2 separate regions of the Xenopus tropicalis genome follow, and region 1 is linked to region 2. A link is a contact called in public Hi-C data. All regions are on one chromosome and are shown on one strand. The core of a region is the stretch at or near the end of the contact, and the rest is flanking DNA. Distances in the headings are between cores, read along the strand shown. Region 1 has its middle 12 kb from the start of vangl2. Region 2 overlaps vangl2 (VANGL planar cell polarity protein 2).

What was found. A called contact is a pair of places that touch in the nucleus more often than the background predicts.
Region 1: a Hi-C map of neurula embryo shows a contact between it and region 2, with 3 times the contacts expected there. The contact joins two enhancer-like sites. A contact is called at or near these places in 5 of 5 Hi-C or Micro-C datasets (brain, gastrula embryo, liver and 2 more).

The regions. Positions count from the first base shown.
Region 1 is chr8:137,184,359-137,191,829 of UCB_Xtro_10.0, forward strand. No RefSeq gene overlaps it. Among named protein-coding and RNA genes, the nearest start is that of vangl2, 12 kb to the left of the region's middle. Within about 2 kb of position 2,778, at least 1 of the 11 cell types and tissues checked has an H3K27ac peak or open chromatin away from gene starts, as enhancers often do. A contact at or near this core is called in neurula embryo, where this site is marked.
Region 2 is chr8:137,134,505-137,141,677 of UCB_Xtro_10.0, forward strand. vangl2 (VANGL planar cell polarity protein 2) reads right to left here. Exons shown (of 9, transcript NM_001032310.1): 2 at 6,309-6,465; 3 at 2,010-2,282; 4 at 1,075-1,195. The coding sequence starts at 2,080. Among named protein-coding and RNA genes, the nearest start is that of vangl2, 38 kb to the right of the region's middle. Within about 2 kb of position 4,342, at least 1 of the 11 cell types and tissues checked has an H3K27ac peak or open chromatin away from gene starts, as enhancers often do. A contact at or near this core is called in neurula embryo, where this site is marked.

The DNA of each region.
Region 1 (7,471 bases), core at 1,528-4,027, 48 kb after region 2:
GCTCATAGATTCATCTATAAGTGTTTCATACTGGCTGATGTACCTGGTGTTGTAGTTTTCCATTACTATGGAATACAACAATATCACTGTTAGATAGGTAGGTGTGATAGAATGGTAGGCTGTTTTAGTCAAGGGACTGATATTTTGTAAACAAAAAGGTTGTTGGCCTTCTTCCACATGTAAGGATGGTTCCTGAAAAGTTGTGTTTCATTCTTTGTCCACATGGAAACATGACCTAGCACTGTGGGGGGCAGGGTTCCGAGATTGGAAGGCCCACTGCACGTGGTGGCCCTGTGTCTTTTGTACAAAAGGTAGCCATTGGCCTCCTACACAATAAAAGAATGGTACCTGAGAAGTTTTGTTTTATTATGGATATATGGTCCATCAAACATTGGGTTGCTTCCTTCTAATGCCTAAAAGAAAATAGGGTAAAGAAAGGGAAAACAATTGCAAGGCAAGAGAAGAAGAGAGAGAAGAAGTGGAAGAAGAAGAGAAAGAACAGGAAAGACAATAGGAGCAGATCAGAGAAGGTGTAAGGACAAGGGAATGGGAATAGATAGAAGGTTAGCAGATTTGGACAGCTTATTGAATATGTAAGGCAGGCTTTCCTAAACTGTCAGGATGACCCCTTTGGCGGACCCTTAGCAGCAGATGGAGGGGTTGAGCTTATAGGACAGTGGCATTGGGGGAGTTATTATTTGCTGTTGCTGTTACATATAAGTGTTGCCTTTAGGCCAATCAGAGTGGCATCTAAGGTGAACTTTTATTTTCTCTCCTGGATATTCATGGATTTATAGAAGATGAGTGTTTCATAGGACTGGCCTGCCAAAGTACCAGAGGATCACCCATTGGGCCCCAACCAAGGACAACTTCCATAAGCCCTTCCACCATAATTCTATATGACACCGTATACATTAAGCATTGTCCATCTGTAAGAGTGAGCCCTCCACTTCAATGTAAGGAAGAGGGGCGGTTACCAGACTTAGAACTCAATTCTGAATAATTTAGGCTAAATCTTTAGTCCCGCCCAATTGACGAGACAACCGATATCCGACGATCCAGTGATATCGATTGTCTTGTCAAACCACCATACACGCATCGAATATCATACAAAACTAGGTTTTATACTATAATATTGGTGCGTGTATGGCTACCTTTACAGGGGCTTTGCCCAATGCTTCCATACATGTGGTAGGTAAAACCAGGCTGATCCAATTGTTGGCTCCACCTCAGCTTTGCCCAATGCTTCCATACAAGTGGTGGGTAAAACCAGGCTGATCCAATTGTTGGCTCCACCTCAGCTTTGCCCAATGCTTCCATACAAGTGGTGGGTAAAACCAGGCTGATCCAATTGTTGGCTCCGCCTCAGCTTTGCCCAATGCTTCCATACAAGTGGTGGGTAAAACCAGGCTGATCCAATTGTTGGCTCCACCTCAGCTTTGCCCAATGCTTCCATACAAGTGGTGGGTAAAACCAGGCTGATCCAATTGTTGGCTCCGCCTCAGCTTTGCCCAATGCTTCCATACAAGTGGTGGGTAAAACCAGACTGATCCAATTGTTGGCTCCACCTCAGCTTTGCCCAATGCTTCCATACAAGTGGTGGGTAAAACCAGACTGATCCAATTGTTGGCTCCACCTCAGCTTTGCCCAATGCTTCCATACAAGTGGTGGGTAAAACCAGACTGATCCAATTGTTGGCTCCACCTCAGCTTTGCCCAATGCTTCCATACAAGTGGTGGGTAAAACCAGACTGATCCAATTGTTGGCTCCACCTCAGCCTTGCCCAATGCTTCCATACAAGTGGTGGGTAAAACCAGGCTGATCCAATTGTTGGCTCCACCTCAGCCATTGATTTTCTGTTGGGAAAGGGCCACATTTACAGCCAAATGCAGTCTTCACCCAATAGGATTTTCCAGCCTTCCTGATCAATATCTGACTCAACCCTGAAGGCCATGATTTTGACTGGTGAGTGGACACAGCAGCCACTATTGGCCATGACACTTTTGACTTTATGGTGAGACAGGAGCATACATAGTGGAAGCTGGTCTTACTCTTGTTTCCAATGCGGATGTTGTGACATGGTGACCGTCAACCACATTTGCTCTGCATTTCTCAGACAGGTATAGGGGGATGATCTTATGTAGAAAAAAATACATTTTGGTGCCCAGTTGGAATCCCTACAGCTCCGCCCTTCCCTCCCAATGCTGCCCAGAGGGGTCGCAGGAGATGCACGCACGGTATGACAAGACTAATGTGCTGTTTGCAAAACGACTGACTACTGTCAGAGATTTATCTTTTATGGACAATATCTAGAGACAAAAACCATTGCCTGGTTTTCCTGGCAATCTAAAGCGCCACCTAGTGGCCAGGCTACACTTTCATCCTTATTTTGTTTCCCTTCCTCTGGATGATCTAGAAGTTATGTAGGAATAAGTAACATTTTGATCGTCTTACTTCCCCTTTAAGGACAAGATGGCTTTTTATCTCATAGCAGTTTCCTTTCTTCCTGTCCCAATTCAGCTGAATGCCGTCAAGTGTGCACAGCCTGAGAGCCACATACATCACCGGGTGTCAAGGGCACAATAATGAAAATATGCTGACGCAGGGGCCCAGCAGGAAGGCAGAGCTTTTCCCCGATGTTTAGCTGCAGAATGGAACGTTCCAGGAGGGAAAGGGAAAGGGTTAATAATAATCTGCATGAACAAAGAGGTGAAAGCAGTGTATGGAAAAAGCCATTCCATGTCCCAGCGGGGGAGTCCCATACAAACCCAGCCATCCATCAATGCAAGTGCCATTCATTCCCTCCTGTCCCCTTTCACTTTTATTCAGAGCAAAGGGGGAAGGTGACATTCCCTCAACAGCCAATCCCCTGCTTGCCTGGGAGCTTGACCTGCCTGCTGATTGGTCACATTTCAAAATTGCACTGGGCTGACAGGAAGCAGGGAGAGTCTCTTAACGCTTTAAGTGCTGGACAGACCTGTAAATTGAATAGCACCTGTACAGGTATTGGACCCCTTATCCGGAAACCCATTATCCAGAAAGTTCCGAATTACGGAAAGGCCATCTCCCATAGACTCCATTTTAAATAATACAGTACCTGTACTTGATCCCAACTAAGACATAATTACCCCTTATTGGGGGCAGAACAGCCCAATTGGGTTTATTTAATGGTTAAATGATTCCCTTTTCTCTGTAATAATAAAACAGTACCTGTACTTGATCCCAACTAAGATATAATTACCCCTTATTGGGGGCAGAACAGCCCTATTGGGTTTATTTTAATGGTTAAATGATTCCCTTTTCTCTGTAATAATAAAACAGTACCTGTACTTGATCCCAACTAAGATATAATTACCCCTTATTGGGGCAGAACAGCCCTATTGGGTTTATTTTAATGGTTAAATGATTCCCTTTTCTCTGTAATAATAAAACAGTACCTGTACTTGATCCCAACTAAGATATAATTACCCCTTATTGGGGCAGAACAGCCCTATTGGGTTTATTTCATGGTTAAATGATTCCCTTTTCTCTGTAATAATAAAACAGTACCTGTACTTGATCCCAACTAAGATATAATTACCCCTTATTGGGGGCAGAACAGCCCTATTGGGTTTATTTAATGGTTAAATGATTCCCTTTTCTCTGTAATAATAAAACAGTACCTGTACTTGATCCCAACTAAGATATAATTACCCCTTATTGGGGGCAGAACAGTCCTATTGGGTTTATTTCATGGTTAAATGATTCCCTTTTCTCTGTAATAATAAAACAGTACCTGTACTTGATCCCAACTAAGATATAATTACCCCTTATTGGGGCAGAACAGCCCTATTGGGTTTATTTCATAGTTAAATGATTCCCTTTTCTCTGTAATAATAAAACAGTACCTGTACTGGATAAAAGTGATTTACGCATTAGAATGTGAATTCTGCTTTATTCAAGGGAAACTGAAATACAACTCCCAGGACGCCCAGGGGCCTTGGGAGTAGCAGGAATAATCCAACTGAAATACCCTAGAGGAAATCAAGGTGCCCACTAGCTGTGGCATACTCGCCCCTAAGCAGCTGTACTGGCAGATTCAGCGGATAGCTTCAAGGAAGGGTCGGTTGCCTTTTTAGCAAGGGAGAAACTACAAGGCTACTGTGAGCAATACATATATAATGTTATTTCAGGGGCTCATACCATCGTATTATGGGGGCCTGAGTGGGATTAGAAGGTTGCTGGGGGTTGCTAAAAGCTGTGTCGCCATTATTTGAGCAGTGGGGTGATCAGTTTTTCATTGAGAAAGCTGCTGTAGCCAATGAATCAGCTCGGGGCCCCTCCAAATTCTGGCAGAGAGTAGAGGTCCTTGTGCCAGTGTCGGTGCCACCCTGGAGCTTTCTGCCCTGGTTGCTATATGAGTCGCTAATGACACTTTAACAACACAATGGGCTGGCAATGCAGGGACTTAACAATCAGGTCTCCCTCCATGGGGAAAGGTCTAATAACGACTCACTAAAAGCACATTTCAGGAGTCAGATAGAGGGGCTTCCACCAGCTATGGGACCTATTTTATTATACACTGTCCCACAGTTACATCATTTTCCCCATAATACCATCCTGCTTCATTAATTGGAGCAGGATAATGCTAGGTGTTAGTGCTGCATGGCCTGAAAAATCACCTACAGGGGGCCCTGCTGAGGGGGCAATCCCTTCACTATCATTGATTCTCAATAGAGCAGCATTCCTAGCCACCCCCTTGTATTCCTAAACTCTGCCCTAAGACATATACTTTATGCATAAAAGCAATTGCTATTGAAAGCAGTGTCTGCCTGTCCATTTCTGTTCTCTGGGTCTGACTCTTGAAACAATGTAGCCGTAATCACTCCAGGTCAGATAGTGTCTGCAATATTGTTTCAGGAGTCAGAACCAGCAGTTTAGAGATACTGTATATCTTAACATTTTCTTTACTCACTCTTCCCTTCAGTTTGTTTGACATTGTGGCCTCAGCGTCAGTAATGACTTGTTAGTAATTGAGTTAGACCCTATAGACCTTATTGACCTTCAGCCTCTTCCCATCTTGTACAGGAGCACCTCTCATGATGGTTCAATGGGGGCATGATCAAACATTTAGTAACAGGAACCAACAAAGGGAAACCCAATCTGGGGAGTCACTCAGCAGGCAGTGAGAAGTAACCTTTCCAAATACTTTCCCCTGTCTCTGTGCCTATATATTAGGTACCTACCTAGTGCTACCAACCCCTATTTCTGTAGGGAAATGAGAGCAGAGCAGGCAGTAACCCTTCCAACACTTTCCCCTGTCTCTGCCCCTATATATTAGGTACCTACCTAGTGCTACCAACCCCTATTTCTGTAGGGAAATGAGAGCAGGGCAGGCAGTAACCCTTCCAACACTTTCCCCTGTCTCTGCCCCTATATATTAGGTACCTACCTAGTGCTACCAACCCCTATTTCTGTAGGGAAATGAGAGCAGGGCAGGCAGTAACCCTTCCAACACTTTCCCCTGTCCCTGCCCCTATATATTAGGTACCTACCTAGTGCTACCAACCCCTATTTCTGTAGGGAAATGAGAGCAGGGCAGGCAGTAACCCTTCCAACACTTTCCCCTGTCTCTGCCCCTATATATTAGGTACCTACCTAGTGCTACCAACCCCTATTTCTGTAGGGAAATGAGAGCAGAGCAGGCAGTAACCCTTCCAACACTTTCCCCTGTCTCTGTCCCTATACATTAGGTACCTACCTAGTGCTACCAACCCCTATTTCTGTAGGGAAATGAGAGCAGAGCAGGCAGTAACCCTTCCAACACTTTCCCCTGTCCCTGTCCCAATACATTAGGTACCTATCTAGTGCTACCAAAAAGATCTTTTAAAGTTCTATATTAAGCATGATCTCTTCAGTATAAGAAGCAATATGGCCCCACAGAAACAAAAGAGCTGCACAGGATGGAGAGGGCGCAGGGAGTTATTACCTGTAGTGAGCTGTTATATCTGTGACTTTATGGCAATGTTGCATGTAATTAGTTGTGCAAACATGCAGATCACTGAGCTTTGTGCCTTTGATGTGCTGTTTGGACAATGATGGCTGCAGCCGCCAACTGTATAAAAAGCACTCATTATCCAATAAGGGAACAGACAGGAGTCAGAAATAGCAGTGGCAGGGGGAGCCCACAGGCTTGTGGGATTTAATGGGGCGTGTAGGAGAAGAGAGCGTGGGTGACTGAAAACATGCATAAGTACTGCTGGGGCAGGCTGTTATTGAGGGGTAAATGCAGGTCTGGGCATTTCAAAGACACAGAGGCCAAAACAGCCCCCACCAGCCCAATAAATAGTGGCATCTAACAGCAGCCCCTCTGGCATTAGCCAGAACTCACAGATTGCCAGTCCAGGCCTGGGTAAATGCTATACATGGCAGTGTGGTGGTTTATAAACAGTAGGAAAAGATGGAGACAACTGGGGAAAAGGAAACCAGCAGGACACAATGGAGATAAAGCAACAAAAATAGGGCAAGATGGAGACCACAACCAAGAAAATATAGCAATATGGAAATGGAAGAACAAGATGAAGAAGGTAGAGCAAGATGGAGACAGTAGAATAAGATAGAGACAGTAGAGTAAGATGGAGACAATAGAGCAAAATGGGGACAGTAGGGCAAGATGGAGGCAGAAGAGCAAGATTGAGACATTAGAGCAAAATGGAGACAATAGGACAAGATGGAGACAGTAGAGCGAGATGGAGACAGAAGGGCAAAACGGAGACAGTAGAACAAGATGGACACAGTAGTACAAGATGGAGACAGTAGGGCAAGATGGAGACAGTAGGGCAAGATGGAGACAGTAAGGCTAGATGGAGACAGTACTGCAAGATGGAGACAGTAGGACAAGATGGAGACAGTAGGGCAAGATAGACACAGTAAAGCAAGATGGAGGCAATAGAACAAAATGGAGACAGTAGAACAAGATGGACACAGTAGAACAAAATGGAGACAGTAGAGCAAGATGGAGACAGTAGGGTAAGATGGACACAGCAGTGCAAGATGGAGACAGTAGGGCGAGATGGAGACAGTAGTGCAAGATGGAGACAGTAGGGCAAGATGGAGGCAGTCAAGCAAGATGGAGACAGTAGGGCAAGATGGAGACAGTAGGGCAAGATGGAGGCAGTCGAGCAAGATGGAGACAGTAGGACAAGATGGAGACAGTAGGGCAAGATGGAGACAGTAGGACAAGATGGAGACAGTAGGGAAAGATAGACACAGTAGAGCAAGATGAAGGCAGTAGAGCAAGATAGAGGCAGTAGAGCAAAATGGAGGCAGTAGAACAAGATGGACACAGTAGAACAAAATGGAGGCAGAGCAAGATGGAGACAGTAGGGTAAGATGGACACAGCAGTGCAAGATGGAGACAGTAGGGCAAGATGGACACAGCAGAGCAAGATGGAGACAGTATGACAAGATGGAGACAGTAGGACAAGATGGA
Region 2 (7,173 bases), core at 3,092-5,591:
AATCGGAAGGTAACAAAGAAACTGCCCCTCTAAAGCCCCATCCAGTTAGCCTTGGAGGGCAGCCAATCAGAGAACTCATTTTTTGTAACTGAGTTTATACAATTTAGTGCTAATAATAATAATAATCTGGATCCTCTACAGATTTCCATTTTTTTATGTACCTACAGCTCTACATAAGGGTGGGAGTTACCATAGGGACACTTTTAAAGAGGTAAACCCCCAAAGATTGTATATACATACAATGAACATCCAACAATCTTTTTTATAATATTAAATATATATTTTTTTATAACTGTTTTCCCACAATGCACTGGGCAGGAGGCAGCATACACCATAAGCCTCCTACATGAGTGAAGCAGCAACTCCCGCCGTTGACATGGCTTGGCAACAATGACATCACCGGGCACCAATCACAAGGCAGCACCAATTAGCCTTCCTAGCAGAGCAGCTCGCACCGTCTCGTTGGCTCGGAGCCAAGCCAGTAAGGGCCCCGGGCACATCTCGCTTACACACTCGGCTGGCTAGCAGGGCTCGTTAATGCCGCAGCATGGCAGGCACGGCCGGAGACGCCGGGAGAGCAGATAAATGGTGCAGGAATCAATAAGCTCTCTCGTTAATTACCTCTGCAGACACCCGCGGAAAATAATTACCTACAGGACCTGTCAGGGCATTTCCATATCTGCACCGCTAGTGTCTGAGCTACAGAGAGGCCTGGCACCAAGCATATTCACTGTATGGATCCCAGGGACAGAGACAGGAGGTCCCCCAAAGATATCACTCCCCTCTGAATATAACCTAAGGGTTAACTTAGGGGGCTGTTCCTGCTGAATTGTGCTTAGTACAGGGGAATCCCTATGTGCCATAGTTTTATGGTATCTCTCTGTACAGACTATGAGCAAACTTAGGGGGCTGTTCCTGCTGAATTGTGCTTAGTACAGGGGAATCCCTATGTGCCATAGTTTTATGGTATCTCTCTGTACAGGCTATGTTGCCCTACCCAACCTAATACCAAGGCAATTTTTAGATAAAGTAATCAGAGACCAATCGATCAAACAATCTCATTTCCAAACGTACCCTGTCTTCCCCTCTCGTTGACTCATTATCCAATAAGGGCTCCCCTGGCGCCTGGATTGTGACCGACTTATCACCGCGACTTCCTTCTCGGCTTTTAGATCTGTGCCGCTCCCTCCGATCTCTGCAAAATGAAGAATTACACCAGCTTAGCATTTGCCTTTTCAGTTCAAGCCCAACATGGAGGTTCAACCTTTGTTCAGTACCCCCCTTATCGCATAACAAGGTTACAGATATACACCCCTAACCGACCCCCATACTGAACCCCCAGCCCTGCCTGAACCTCCCTACCAGTGGGCACAGGCTATTTAGATTTGGCTGGCTGGCCACAAAGTAGCAATGTTCCCTTGCCTGCTCTTTCCCAAAGAACCTGGAATCAAACTGCCGTCATGTTATGTCTTGTTATAGGAATGTTTCCCCTTTATATCAGCAGCCAATGGGGAGAGCCGCTGGCAGGAGGCGGGATCATAATCATACAATGGGGTAACAGTCACCCTGCTATAGTTCCAGGGGTACCCAGGGCACAAATAAGCACTCACCCCAAATCCCCCCCTAACTGGCCTTCAGGCTGGGCCCCCTTAGCCCATAACAAGGTTACAGATATATAGAAACATTGGGGTAACAGTCACCCTGCTATAGTTCCAGGGGTACCCAGGGCACAAATAAGCACTCACCCCAAATCCCCCCCTAACTGGCCTTCAGGCTGGGCCCCCTTAGCCCATAACAAGGTTACAGATATAGAGAAACATTGGGGTAACAGTCACCCCGCTATAGTTCCAGGGGTACCCAGGGCACAAATAAGCACTCACCCCAAATCACCCCCTAACTGGCCTTCAGGCTGGGCCCCCTTAGCCCATAACAAGGTTACAGATATATAGAAACATTGGGGTAACAGTCCCCCCGCTATAGTTCCAGGGGTACCCCGTAACCTTTCCCACCTGTGCTTTCGGGAACTCCTGGAGTGGCCGGACTTATAGGAGTAACCCGAGTACTGGGAGTCGTTGTCCATGTTTTCAGAGTAGCGGCTTTTGTGCCGTTCCACGTTGGCGGGTTTGGGTCCCCCCGACCCCTGTGTCGAAGCCAAAACTGCGACTGCCTCTTTCAGCACTGGTTTCTTCAGGCCAAAAGGCACCTTCAGAAAGTCAACTTTAACCTTTAGGGACTCTATTTTGATTGGCTGTCCGGTCCCCGCTCATAAGAAAATCCGAGGCCTGTGAGGGAAGGAGGGAGAGTATGAATGGAGAGAAGGGAATTGCTTGGGGGGAGTCGGGGGCTCTGCAGATCATTAGCAAATACAAACACAATATAATTAATTACTGATCACACTTGAGGAATTGTTAGGTGATTACATATATATAATTGGAGCAATAAATGGATAATGGACTCAGGGTGTGTTCATACGGGAATCTGTCAGTGCTCGTGCCGATTGGCTGCTAATAGGAAGCTGCTGAATGATCCGTTAGCAGATGAATGATCTCTGGGTAATGACAAGCAGTGAGGCACAGGGGAGGCACAAGGGAATCACCGGCCATGTTGGGCAACACAGTAAGGGTTCAGCTGGGTGGAAAGGTTGGTGGGGGGGGGCAACCCTGGACAAAATGTTGGATTTTGGCCACATCATGCCTTGACCACTCCCCCTTGTTATGCCTTGCTAGGGGTTCCAATACAACTAACCCCCTAAGGGCTGGCCAACCCCACAGGGGGGAAAGGAAAAGGCAGACCAACAATAGGGGGGGGAGAAAGGAGAAGGTACCCCAATATTAGACTATAAGCTCTACGGGGCAGGGACCTCCTTCCTACTGTGTCTCATACCACATGGCACTTACTCCGTGTATTTATATTTATTTATTGTATTTATTATAACACTTGTCCTCCCTGTGTGTAATTGTGTATATTGTAAGATTGTACAGCGCTGCGTACCCTTGTGGTGCTTTATTAATAAAGTTATACATACACATACATATTAGTATAGGAAGACCAACAAAATGGGGGGAGGCAAGGAGACGGAAGATCATCAATAGCGGGGGGCAAGGAGATGGAAGATCATCAATAGCGGGGGGCAAGGAGATGGAAGATCATCAATAGCGGGGGGCAAGGAGATGGAAGATCATCAATAGCGGGGGGCAAGGAGATGGAAGATCATCAATAGCGGGGGGCAAGGAGATGGAAGATCATCAATAGTGGGAGGAAATGTGACATAAGAATGACATGGGGGGAAATGAGAAGGTACCCCCAACAATAATGAGGGGTAAAGAAGGTACCCCAAGAATTGGGGGGGGGGGGAGAAGGTATCAACAATAGTGGGGGGGGGGGGGCAAAGAGATGGGAGAACAACAATAGTGAGGGGAAGAAGACTTCAGTAAAACAGTGGTGGGGGTAGGTAGACACCCCAACAATAATGGGGGGGGGGGAAGGAGACGTAAGAAGGACAGTGGGGGGGGGGGGGGGAGAAGGGGAAGGTACCACAACAATAGTGGGGGGGGAAAGGAGAAGGTAGGCCAAGTGTAGGGGGGACAGGAGAAAGCAGAGGATTATGTGTGGGGAAGAAGGCAGAAGAAGAGGTGGAGGAGCAGGGAGAAGGCAGTTGAACAGGGGCCAGGGAGCAGGCAACCCAGAATGTACCCCCCCCCCCCCCCCACAGCACCACAGGGAAACTGGGCCAGAGGCACGGGAACAGTAAGGCCCATCTCTCTGTGCCCCAACTTGCCTCCTCCCCCCTGCTATTGGAACATCCCACGCCGACAGGTGAGAACTTATTATCTCTGCTTTCCCAATCCCCCCCGGGGCAACTCTTTGGTTAACTCTCCCTGGCAGCCAATCAGGCCCTGTCTGTGTTTACACACACACCATACTCACTTGCCTTACACTCCGACGGGCCTTATTAAAGGGGAAATAAACCACGGATTAGGCAGCAGCATTAGTTTAGGGCTGGACTATGTCTCAGGGCACAACAATGGGATAAAACCACTGAAGGTTAGTTACCCTTTATCTAAAAGAATGCTGACATTTTGGGGGAGAAATTGACGACACCACACACCTAGAGAAATGGGCTTTGATGCCACAAAGAGAAAGCAGTGGGGTGTGCGTGTGTGTGGGGAGGTGTCTTGTTTAGGCCGGGTTACCATGGAAACGCCATTTTGAAGCATAAAGAGACAATCCCCTCCTGCCTTTTCCCAAAGAGCCGAGGAAGAGCCAGGGTCAGGGTGCTGCTGTCAAGGCCCGGCTTTTGTCCCGAATGCCGGAATTTTTTTTGCCTCTATTACCATGGCAACACAAAGGCCCTCTTCTCCTTTCTCCCCTACGCCCTCCCCTTTTCTTTGACCACTTGTTTCCAAGGCGATAGCATTCGGGCCGGCAAGCATTCTCCCCAGCCAGGGAATGGGAGTCCAATCTGGGAGGAGAAAGTTGCAGTAAATGGGTGGGGGGGGGTTTGTGGGAGACAAAAAAAAAAAAAAAAATAAGTAAAAAAGAAAAAAAAAAAGTCCCATTTTTGTAACCTCTCTCCCTTTTGTTCCGCCGATCGGATCGGATTTCTCCAGGGAGCGTGAATATAAAAACGTCTCCAAGAATAAAAACTCGCCAAAGGGCAGCTACGCCCCAAACCCCTCCGGGGGCCACAGAGCCGCTTTGTGAGAAGCTTTTAATTAGCAATGAAAAGGGGGGGAAGTTTTATCTTATTTCAATCCTGAAATGAATAAGGAAAATAAAAAATAAAACGGAACTACTTTCAGTTGTATTTCATAGACAAAAATAGTATAAAAAAAAATAAAAAGTTGGAAGGGGGTAAGGAAAGTTTTGGTTAAAGGGGAAATATACCCAATAGATATCTTTTATATCTACTTTTTGAGCCCGCAACGACCGGATTAACTTTTCATACATGGGAAGCATCAGCCGACGCAGGGGGAGGGGTCAGCACTGTTACATCACTAAAGTGGGCGGGGTCCCTGCTTGAAGTCTGAGGGCGAAGACACATGGGACGATTAGTTGCTGCGACTTTCCGAAAAGTTGCGATGACTAACCTGCAGGACGAAATTGGGAACGTGAATTGTCATGGCGACGAGATTAACCCCTATGGGCTGTTAGTCGCCACGACTGAATTAATTGCCCCATGTGTCTTCGCCCTTACCTGTCCAAACCCGCACTTGGGCCTCAGCACCTTGGCCAAACTTCTCTCAAACGTTACTGCTCAGAAAGGCCAAGCAAGCATTCAACCGCTTTCCATGATTCATCCCCATTCATTCACCATTTTACCCACAAGGCACCCCTGAAAGCCAGGACTAGGCCAGCTATTGGGCCAGCATTGTAAATCAGAGCTGACCAGGGCCGCTAAACCAGTCCCTTAACTTCCCAATTAGATTTCTGTATAGATGCAGATGGCACGGCTGCTTAGAATGCACTTCGGCCTGCAGCAGAAAGCCATTAACGCTCTCCTCTGGACAATTCCAGAAAGAAAAATACCCGACACCAATGCATATCAAGGTCTGCCCCCCAGGTTTCCTCCTACTTCATACACGGTCGGCAAAGGAGCCAAAGCACCGGCCCCCGGAGGGCCGCAGCGCAACTCAAGCGGATAGGATTTCCATTGTGGAGAGTCGGTGTAGAACCAACGCTCTGGCACCGAGGAGAACTGGAAATACCAGTTTGTTCCATTCCTCCCAGTTCAAAGTCCACATTACAAAAAAAGAAAGAGGCAGAAGTTTCCCAAAGCGAAACGCGTCGGGTGCTAGAGGCCTAAGCTTTCTTGGCTAAAGAAAGGGGGTCGAGCAGCGGGGAAGGGGGGGCCTTCAAGTAAATGTGAGTAGGCTTTAGAAGCCAATGCCTTACCCCCTCTGCCCCCACCCTTTAATGTCCAACTAATAGGAAGAGCCTGACCAAGAGAAGAGAAGCGAGCCCCCCCCCCCCCCCGATCTTGGGTTTGGCTCACACGTCGTACCGGAACTAAAATGCATCAGCAACAAGGAATTTCCACCCCCCAGATACACAAAAAAAAAAGCAGACCAACTGCAAACTGTCTCAGACTATCATTGCATCGTGCCAAAAGGTAATTTAAAGGGGAACTGATCCTGTGACATTCTATGCACACAATAAGCTATAGCCCCATATAATAATGGCAAGAATAAGTATATCTGGGTAAAGCTGCAGTCGCAGAGTTATTACCACAGCGGTACCTGCGCCTAAAGCGACGCATTTCGCATAGATCTCTATAGGAAGCAGTGATATGGGGACAGGGAACTCACCCAATGAAACACGCAGGAAGTTGGGAGAAGATGATGAGATTAGCACATCTTTATGCTGATTGGCTACTTGCAAGATGGAAAGCAGTGCGTTGTCCGGTGTGGCTCAGCATGGAGGTTCCGCAGCAAAGATGCCATTCAGGGCACATGTATGTCAGGCCTGCAAAAAAGACAACAGGGGTTAATACAAATATACAGAGAAGGAATGTTCTGGGCACACAATAAGCTGTACCCCCATACTGTACTGTCTAAGGGAAACACTATGGCACCTCCTACCCATATGTATAAATACAAATATACAGAGAAGGAATGTTCTGGGCACACAATAAGCTGTACCCCCATACTGTACTGTCTAAGGGAAACACTATGGCACCTCCTACCCATATGTATAAATACAAATATACAGAGAAGGAATGTTCTGGGCACACAATAAGCTGTACCCCCATACTGTACTGTCTAAGGGAAACACTATGGCACCCCCTACCCATATGTATAAATACAAATATACAGAGAAGGAATGTTCTGGGCACACAATAAGCTGTACCCTCATACTGTACTGTCTAAGGGAAACACTATGGCACCCCCTACCCATATGTATAAATACAAATATACAGAGAAGGCATGTTCTGGGCACACAATAAGCTGTACCCCCATACAGTACTGTCTAAGGGAAACACTATGGCACCTCCTACCCATATGTATAAATACAAATATACAGAGAAGGAATGCTCTGGGCACACAATAAGCTGTACCCCCATACAGTACTGTCTAAGGGAAACACTATGGCACCTCCTACCCATATGTATAAATACAAATATACAGAGAAGGAATGCTCTGGGCACACAATAAGCTGTACCCTCATACTGTA